Regions from separate parts of the Mus musculus genome. Here all the other regions are linked to region 2. A link is a contact called in public HiChIP or PLAC-seq and promoter capture Hi-C data. All regions are on one chromosome and are shown on one strand. Each heading gives the region's core, a stretch centred on a gene start, on an enhancer-like site or on the middle of the called end of the contact. The rest is flanking DNA. Distances are from core to core; before and after follow the strand shown.

Region 1 (3,088 bases), core at 541-3,040, 1.2 Mb after region 2:
CTACTTAGCTTATTGGAATCTGCGTTGCCTGGTGTGTATTTCCTGTTTTTCCCTCAAGCACTGGTGAGCGGGGCTGGCAGTGCTCTGAAACACACTGCAAGTGATGACACAACCAAACGTCTCTGACATCCTAGGTACCCAGAGCAGATCTACCTCAACCTCAGCAGCCACCCCAGGCCAGGGTGCCAGCAGCTTTTACAGCCATCTCTAAGCAATACCTAGGAGGAAGCCGACAATCCAGGTTACCACAACTCCTTTTATCTTGAAATACCGATAAAAAATTAAGCAGTCCAATAACGCAGGGTACCAATGGCTTTTATTTCCACTGCTGCCTGAAACAGTAATTCCCTTTTAGAATTTCATGAGTTTGGCCCAGAAAGGAGATACTCGAGGCATTAAACATACAGGAGCCTGGGACACCAAGAAGGCAGTAGCTTCTATTTAAGGGTCTGACTGACACAGCCAGCTGAGTGTCATAGGAAGTGATAAAAACTGAATATATCCCTGTCCCTAGGCCAGTCTGGGAAATCAGGCGCTATGAAATGCATTCCCAAACGTATTAGCCTCAGTGTCGCGCAAGCAGTCTGTTGGACAAGACTTGTGAGATAACGTAGGGGTTTTTTTATTGTACCAGGCACTGTATTAACATAAACTATCAATGGGTAAACACCATCACCTGATAAAAAGAATGTTTTCCACCCCACTGAGCATGAAAGACAGACTCTTAAAAAGCACAAGTCCTAACGTTGTATATGCATAGCTGTATTTAAAACCCACTTGGGGGGGCGGGGAGGATGCAGCTGTCAGTATTTGCCACCTCATGCTGAATGTGGTGGTGTTGAGGTTTGGTCTGCTGCTATGTCTTGTAATGCAAAAACTCTATCCCAAGGTCTAGCTGCCTCCAGATGGTGAACTCTCTTGTATGCCAGCTTTTGTGGTGCAAACCTTGCTCTGTAATTTACAACTATTGGTTAAAATAAGATGCCTACGGTCTTTAGCTGGACCGAGAGAGGTGGGCAGGGCTTCTCATGTCAGGCTTGGGATCTGAGGCAAAGACCATGGGGAGAGAGGAGGAAGGAGGAGGAAGGTACCCTGGGGTTGGTGGATCATGAGCACACGAGTCTGTTGTAGGAACAGACCAGGTATAGCCTGGCAAGTGATATCTCGGAGATAATTGAAACAGACAAAAGAAACAAGAAACAGACAAAATAACACAAAGGGTTGATCTCTGTTCAGCTCTAAAACTTATTATAAATACAAAGCTTCTTGTGTTTCTTGGTTACTAAATTATCTAAGGTGGGATAAAAACCCACAAATAATATTCACCACAGCATGATGGTGCACACATTCTAGTTCTGCCCCTGGGACGGCAGAGACAAGCAGATGCCTGGAGTTCACTCTCCAGCCAGTCTTGCCTAATTGGCTGGCCCTGGGTCCTAGTGAGAGACTATGTCTCAAAAGGTAGGCGGATACTGCCTGAGGTACAACACTTGACCTTAGCCTACACATTCACATCCTTACACATATACCTGGACACATGTGGTCACACACACACACACACACACACACACACACACACACACATACACCCCTTGCAAATTTATCCTTAGTTTACTGGGAAAGGCATTGCCTATGTAAATCTATGAGTGTTAGGAACCACTAGAGATTGCTGGAGAAATAGCTTAGAGGCTCAGCTAAGAAAGAAGACAAACTACGACAAGGGCAGAGAAGGGAGTGAAGGTCAAAGTAGAGACACGGTTGCCCCGTGACACACTGCACTGTTCCACTCTCCAATGTCACATGCAGTTCCTGTTAGTGACCTGTCCCCTCTTCTGGGATGTGAATTCCTTAAATGGAGTGGCTCTGCCTTGTTGCAGAGTCCTGGGACTAATTAGAGGTGGGTCAGGGATGTTGGCCTACTGACGGGGTGCTGAGGAAGCAAAGTGCTAAGGACCCAAAGTGATGCTTATCAGACCCACGACACATTCTCTGTTATCTAAGGGTGCCCGCTATGCTGCCTGGTGTGGGGAATTCCACCCATCCAGCAAGCTCACCCTAAGCATCAGTGTACAAGACAATAACATGTGATTCAGTAGGGACTAAGAGTGTGGCAAAGTGCTTGGGGATTTGTAAACAAAATCTCAGCATCTCTTACAAGTCCCATGGAGCTCCATCTGGGAGAGGGGAGGGGGAGCCAGCCTTCTGCTGCTGCCTGGTCCCCTGGCTTTCATTTTCCCAGGCCCTTGTTCTTCCAAGTTGCTACTTGGAATTGACTCAAAATACATAGCGTTACCAGCAATGTTCAAGTAGCCCATGACAACTACCCCTCCTCTGCAGAGAGGCTAGCGTAAGGGTTCACTGGGAAAGGGACGCCCTGGCCTAGGGTGGAGCAATCTATGTGATTGGTGGTGGTGGTAGTAGGGGTGCCATGTTTTTCTTTAGTTTGGTTTGGGTGTTTGTTTGCTGTTTTGGGGGTTGGGGAATGGTTGACTGCCTTGGTTTGTGGCAAGACACTTGAAGCCCAATACACAGCCACGCCCCCATTCTGGGTGGAGACAAAGCAAAGCTTTGAAGTGAGGTCAGTGTAGTGAGACAGCCAGAAGGGTAGGAAAGGCAAAAGCCAGGCCTGTGGCAGCATCTGCTGTCACTGGGGCCCCTGAGGAAGCACCCAGGAACAGGGACTGGGTGCTCTCATTATCACACCCAGCATGACACCCCAGAACCCCATTCCACATCTAAGTGCAATTGAAGAACTGGATGGCACTGAAGTGGGGTGGATCGGGTTCTGGGAACTGAATGTTGACAATGGACAACCCCCACCCCACCCCCTGCAATGTTACTGTCAAGTTCTCCAGAATGGAGAGAGAGAGGCAGGCGTGCGGTTGCCTTGGAGAATAATGGGCCATCTGAACTGCCTTTGGAAATCTCCTGGTGTAGAGTTCCTCTGCACAGCTTCTTTGTTCCTTTCTCAACATTTGATCCTCTGAGTGCCCATCCAATGAGGAGTTTAAAATCCAGAATACAAGTGCCGAGTGTTCTGGGCCTTGAATTCACAGTGCTGGTCCGTCCTGCCAGTAATTGTTTCCTT
Region 2 (2,722 bases), core at 46-2,545:
AAGGTGACAGCTGACTACAACAGTAAACCTCAGGAGAACAGGATTACTTCATTTTTTTTTCTGGAACATAGGTAGAGAAGGTAGATTTGTACTTTAATTTTCGTTTGGTTAGGTATAAGCATATTTCAATTTACCTGAAAATTGTTCTTTTTTTTTTTCTTGCACCTTTAGGAATCCAATCTGTAGTTATCAGAACGATTGACTTCTTGACTCCAAACGTCCACAGAAGGAACTACATGAGACAATGTCTTGGAGACACATAAAGCATTTTAAATATTTTTAAAATGTCCTTTAAAAGGATATTCACAATCGTAAACACCCAGGACTAACTACTTCAATATACCCTAACCCAGACTTCTAGTTGAAGCTTACATAGAGCTCAGAAAGGGGAGGCAGGACAGAAAGGGAAGAAAAATCAAAGATGAAAGGGAAGGTTTTGCTTTGCGGGTTGGCTCAGGGAAGTCATCTTTTTCTTTGATAGCTGGGGTGGAAACCGGTTTCTTTGGTTCCCAAAATTTGGAGTTTCTAAAGGCCAGGGAGTGAAAGTACTGTACTCGACAGGAACTCGAGGAGGCGTGCACCGTGCCCCACTGTGCAGACCTAGGGACTGCGGGCCTGGCCTCGCCCGGCGGCCGATCCGGCTGCCTCGCCCTACAGGGAACCTCAGAGGGGCGGAGGGAAGGCTGGCCACCGCCCCACCAGCCGGAAAGGAAACCCTCTGCCAGCGGAAGCGGCCCGGGGCCTCCGCTTAGTCTTCTCCCAGCTCCCTCCCTGCGGTTCATCCGGCCTGGCCGGCCCTGCTGTAGGGCGTCAGGGACACTTACCTCACTCGTCAGCTCTGGGAGAGGAGGCACCCCCTGGGGCGCAGGCGGGGTCCGGCTACTCCCACCTCCTGGCCATGACCCTACTAGGAAGTGCAAGCGCAACTTCCGGTGCGAGGGAGTTTTGAAGCCCTAAACTGTAGTTCTAGGTAAGCGATCAGGGGCTCCGTAAAGGGTCTGGCAAGCAAACCGGCAGTTCCCGATCGCGAATTAACTCGCCCAGTGTGGACTGTGTGTGTGCACATCCTCCGTAAGTATACTTACAGGTGCATCCCTTTCCAGACCGCTCTGCTGTTGCCTGGGGTAACGGGGAACCAAAAGCAGGAAAAACGTACGTCAAACGGGTGACAGGAAACGCCTCCTGCCATCATCAATTATGGCTGCCTGGGCTTCAACCGTAACTTCCGACTGGGAGTCGTTTCTCTACCCGGCTGGAGGCTTTTCTCTGTGGCGGAGCTAGCCAGCGGCGCCCAGTGGGCGGGAGACCGCGCACTGCCGCGGAGGAAAGGAAAAGGGCGGGGACAGGGAAGCTGGCGCCAAGGTTTCCCTCTGATTGGGTGACTGCTTTTGCTCTGGCTCCGCCCATCCCTCCTCCCTAGCGAATGCCCAGGCTCGCTCAAGGGGGCTGGGGCGGGGCGATTGGAGCCAGAGTGTGTGGAGGGGCGGGGCGAGTGGGGGAGGGGCGGGGGGGCGGTGGCAGGGGAGCGTCGCTCGGGGAGCGGAGGACGAGGAGGAGGAAGGAGGTGAGCAGGGATGGTGGAGTCCGGGCTCCGGACGGCAGCCTGGGGCGGGAGCGGCACAGGAGCGCCCGTGGGCCGGTTCTCTGCTTTCCTGCCTGTCGGGGGGCCCGGCCGGCCGTCGGTAAGGGGAGGCCCACACGTCCTGACAGGCGCGAGCCGCCGGAGCCGGGGCGAGGCCTGAGGGGTCGGGGCCCTGGGAGGCGCCGCGGCCGCTTTCCGGGGTGCCACGGCCCGGGGCGCCGGAGCCTCGGAGCCGCTGCCCGCGCGGGGCCGGCGGGCGGGACACGGGGAGCGGCAGGCTGCCCCCTGACAGCGCCGGGCCGGGCCTACTGCGGAGCGGGCGGCCGGGACAGCGCCGGGGCGCGGGCGCGGGCCCGGGGCGGCGAGTCAGTCGCGCTCCGGCTGCTCCGGTCTCTCGGCGCCTCCCGGCCGGGACTGCGGGGCTGCCCGGGTCGCGAGGACGCTTGGCGCCGGGCGGGCGGGCGGGCGGGAGGGCGGGCGCGGCCGTAGGGCTGTGGGGTGGGGTCTCTGCGCCTCCACCCCAAAGTCCTCGGCGCTGAGCGGTCTCCTCCTCGCAGACCCTGCGGGACGAGTGGTGGGTTCGGCGTTGGGTGTGTTGCCGAGTGAAAGGAGTTGTGGCCGCAGAGACCGCCCTGCTAAACACGCCTGGTGGCAATCTCCGTGTCGGCTTTGAGGGCTGGAGGAAAAGTAGTGTAACTCCCCGCCCCCAGCTCGGAACGCAGGAGGCTGCAGGGCAAAAAGATTTTCCCCCTAGCCCCTCGGTATCCATTGTTTTGTACCATCCCCTCCCCCATGCCTAGGTAGAAGAATAAGGACTCCAAAGCAGTAATTCGCCCGCCTCTCTCTCTCTCTCCCTCTCCCCTCGCTCCCCCGTCCCTCTCCGCAGAGGTTTGTGTTAACAGTGCAAGTGGGGGGTTTACAAACAGGTGGAATTGCTTGTCTATTTGGGAATCGGAAAGAAGATGCTTTTGGGGTGTGTTTTTTTTTTTTTTTTTTTTTTTTTCATCTCATCTCACCTTTACATTTGGGAGATTCGATTTTCTTCCCATTGGTTTGTATCATTATGAAGGTGATGAAAATAAAAGAGGAAACCCTGTTTTGCGACCTATCCCCACAAGTATTTTTGAGGACTCAAGGGAA
Region 3 (2,778 bases), core at 142-2,641, 1.2 Mb after region 2:
GGGCTAGCCTCCTCAGGGAGGGGCTAGCCTCGTGAGCTTCTCTCCTGTCCATGAGAGGATGTGGACAGGCTGTGCTTTGTGCCAATCAGGGGCTGGTAAGCACAGCTGCTGAGAGTCCCAGAACGGAGTGGGCATGGCATGCCCAAAAGCGGCAGGCATTCCATAGCATGCCCTCCCCTCCCCCTCTTTCCTGGTGCCCTCAGCCTTGAAGGGTTGGCATCACGGGTGTGTGTGTGTGTGTGAGAGAGACAGAGAGAGAGAGACAGAGAGAGAGAGAGAGAGAGAGAGAGAGAGAGAGAGAGAGAGAGAGAGAGAGAGAGAGAGAGAGAGAGAGAGAGAGATGTCCCATTTAAGGTTGAGCATTCCAGAGTTACTTATTCTAAGCACTTGGACCAGTTGGGAGTCTTTAGCAACCACCACAGACAGCACAAGGAAGCGTCTGTGATTAAGGCCGATAGCATCACTAACCTGTGGATGTGAACAGAACTACTTAGAAGGTAGCTTTCAGGCACATCGTGTCCATTTAACAAAATGACAGCAGTAGTGTTCTATTAGGGCACGACTATGTTTTTAATACACACACACACATATAAGTCTATGTGTCTGCATATACACACTATTATGTGTTTTGTTGTTGTTCAAGACAGTGGTTCACTATGAAGCCTAGGCTAGATTGAAATGCACACTTCTTCCTTAGCCTCCTAAGTGCTGGGATAACAGGTGCAGACCTCCTTACTAAGCATGTATCTTCAGAAACGAATGAATTCCTACTTTGTGCTAGTTGTCTCTAGAGGGTGAGTTTTAGTGTTTCTGTTGATTTTCCCATGCTACCTGTTTTATTCTTTTATTTTGCTTCTCACCTGTAACAGGGGTACATTCCCTTGCAATAAGTAAGCAAGCAATACTCTCTAAGTTGGTAATTACTTGTGGTGCATTGTCACAGAACAACAGTCTAGCAGATGTGTTCTCAGTTTTCATAAATATGCATGAGAAAAGCAAAAGCCTGAAGAAGTGTCTTCAAATGTTTTAAGGCTAGACTGATGTTTTCATTTTCTGCCTCTGCTTTTCGGATGCCTCTGTTTTCCAGATGGATCCTTACGTAGATGTGAAACAAATGACATACTTGGGTCGAGCAGTTGTTCTCGTGGGCTGGGGAGAAACTGAGAAACTGGCTTTGGGAAGAGGGAGGGAAGGGGGACCAGGGAGAGGGAGGGAGAGGAAAGGAAAGAGAATGGACAATGAATGGGAATTCTATTGAGAAACAGGCCTTTGATTGTTTAGGTCAAAAGGCCAGAGGAAAACGTTGACGCCTCCCATTTTCTTCCTACCAGGGCAGTGTCTACTAAGAAACTCTAAACCCCCTTAACATTCTTCAGGGGATTCTCAAGTCCAGGGCTCAGAACTATGCATAGAGAGCTATTTGTTCCTGGGTGGAGAGGCAGCTGGGGAACGGGGCTCACTGTTTCAGCAAATATGGCTGCAGGAAGGGGAGCGTTCCCATCAGCCTCTCGCCACAGCGCTGAAAGGCTGTCCAGCTGGCTGTCCAGCAGGAAGATACCCTTAGGTTTTGCTGGGGGTGATAACCTCTGCGAAAATCCAATAGCTATTTCCTGATCTCTCTCTCTCCCTCCCCCTCCCCTCCCCCTCTCCCCCTATTCTCCTCCCCTCTCCTCTCTCTGTCTCCATGCCCCCTCCCCCAAACACACACAAAAGGAAAGGAAAGGAAACAGGGAAAGTTCCTTCTTACTCAAAGCTTCCAGAACAATGGGGCTAAATTGCATGGTCTGATGAGCAGAAGTAGGCCAGGCCTGGATGGGGGAAGAGCAGACCAGACCTAGGAGAGGGTAAGAATGATCTCAGGGAGGGTAAAGCTTTAGGATCACCCCCCACCCCACCCCACCCCCCCCCCCCCACACACACACACACACACACGTACTCCTCCTCCTGCCACATCTGTTACTTCTAACTAGCACAGCTCTTTCTCACTTGCTTGGTGCTCAAAAATCTTAAACTAGCAATTCAGGCAAGTGTCCCAGGGTTCACAGAAGGAAAACAAAACAAAACAAAACAAAACGTTGGCCTAACCCAGACATCAGGAGAACTGGAGAGAGCCCATAAGAAAGTTCTAAAGGTGGGATGGGGGTTACACACCTAAGGGAAGGCAAGGAAAACAAGGTCCCTCCAGCACCAGCAAGGGCAAGGGAAAGGGGGAGGCTAGCAGTTCTCTGTAGCCATGATACAGGACAAGGGAACACAGGACTTGAAAGACAGCCACTGAGGGAAGCAGGGAGCAGGCAGAGTTTGCACACAGTGCAGCAGAGTGCAGCAACTTGGGGCTCGAGCAGGAGCAACGTGGGGTCAGGGTCTGGTGAGTCTGGCTAGCTTCTTTGAAAACCTGGGCACATAGGGGTCAAGAAGCTCTTCTGGGAACCAGGGACCTGGACTCAGGAGGCTGCTGGGTGGCCTGAAAACTGCCCAGACGCTGGAGTCTGCTCAGATGTCTGTCTAGCTATGGAGGTAGAAGAAGGAGCCAAAAATGGAGACGCTGGAGCATGTCCCTGTTCTGCAGTGTGACATCTGAACAGCTCTTCACTCCGTCAAGTGAACCTTCAGATAAGGTGGCACCTTCAGACCACAACACTGCAGTTTCAAGCTGTGCACCAGGTGCATCTGTGCCCGAGGTGCCTCTATGGCCAATTCTCTCCTCCACACCACTGACCCCTCTCTAGCTGCTACAGTGGGAAGAGGCCTCACTCCTTACGTGCAGGACTGAGTCAG

Evidence for each region. Promoter capture Hi-C pulls out the DNA fragments that hold promoters and counts their contacts. HiChIP or PLAC-seq counts read pairs in DNA pulled down with a chosen protein or histone mark.
Region 1: a promoter capture Hi-C map of liver shows a contact between it and region 2, with 6 times the contacts expected there. The contact joins the enhancer-like site here to the promoter of Bbip1 in region 2. A contact is called at or near these places in 18 of 39 promoter capture datasets (the 3T3-L1 cell line, 3T3-L1-derived adipocytes, the C10 cell line and 11 more), 1 of 484 Hi-C or Micro-C datasets (bone marrow-derived macrophages) and 7 of 115 datasets of contacts at active chromatin or transcription factors (acute myeloid leukemia, craniofacial prominence, embryonic forebrain and 4 more).
Region 3: a contact with region 2 is called in an H3K27ac HiChIP or PLAC-seq map of embryonic stem cells, with 7 times the contacts expected there. The contact joins the enhancer-like site here to the promoter of Bbip1 in region 2. A contact is called at or near these places in 16 of 39 promoter capture datasets (the 3T3-L1 cell line, 3T3-L1-derived adipocytes, the C10 cell line and 10 more) and 6 of 115 datasets of contacts at active chromatin or transcription factors (differentiating embryonic stem cells, embryonic forebrain, embryonic stem cells and 3 more).

Annotation. Positions count from the first base shown.
Region 1 is chr19:55,120,226-55,123,313 of GRCm38.p6, forward strand. It overlaps a transcript of Gpam not described here. Among named protein-coding and RNA genes, the nearest start is that of Gm31418, 5.5 kb to the right of the region's middle. Within about 2 kb of position 1,791, at least 66 of the 459 cell types and tissues checked have an H3K27ac peak or open chromatin away from gene starts, as enhancers often do. A contact at or near this core is called in liver and stem cell-derived neural progenitor cells, where this site is marked.
Region 2 is chr19:53,943,332-53,946,053 of GRCm38.p6, forward strand. It overlaps Bbip1 (BBSome interacting protein 1), which reads right to left and starts at 1,296. Exons shown (of 4, transcript NM_001195338.1): 1 at 825-1,296; 2 at 135-248. Shoc2 (Shoc2, leucine rich repeat scaffold protein) reads left to right here and starts at 1,545. Exons shown (of 9, transcript NM_019658.6): 1 at 1,545-1,682.
Region 3 is chr19:55,142,415-55,145,192 of GRCm38.p6, forward strand. No RefSeq gene overlaps it. Among named protein-coding and RNA genes, the nearest start is that of Gm31418, 17 kb to the left of the region's middle. Within about 2 kb of position 1,392, at least 40 of the 459 cell types and tissues checked have an H3K27ac peak or open chromatin away from gene starts, as enhancers often do. A contact at or near this core is called in embryonic forebrain, embryonic stem cells and liver, where this site is marked.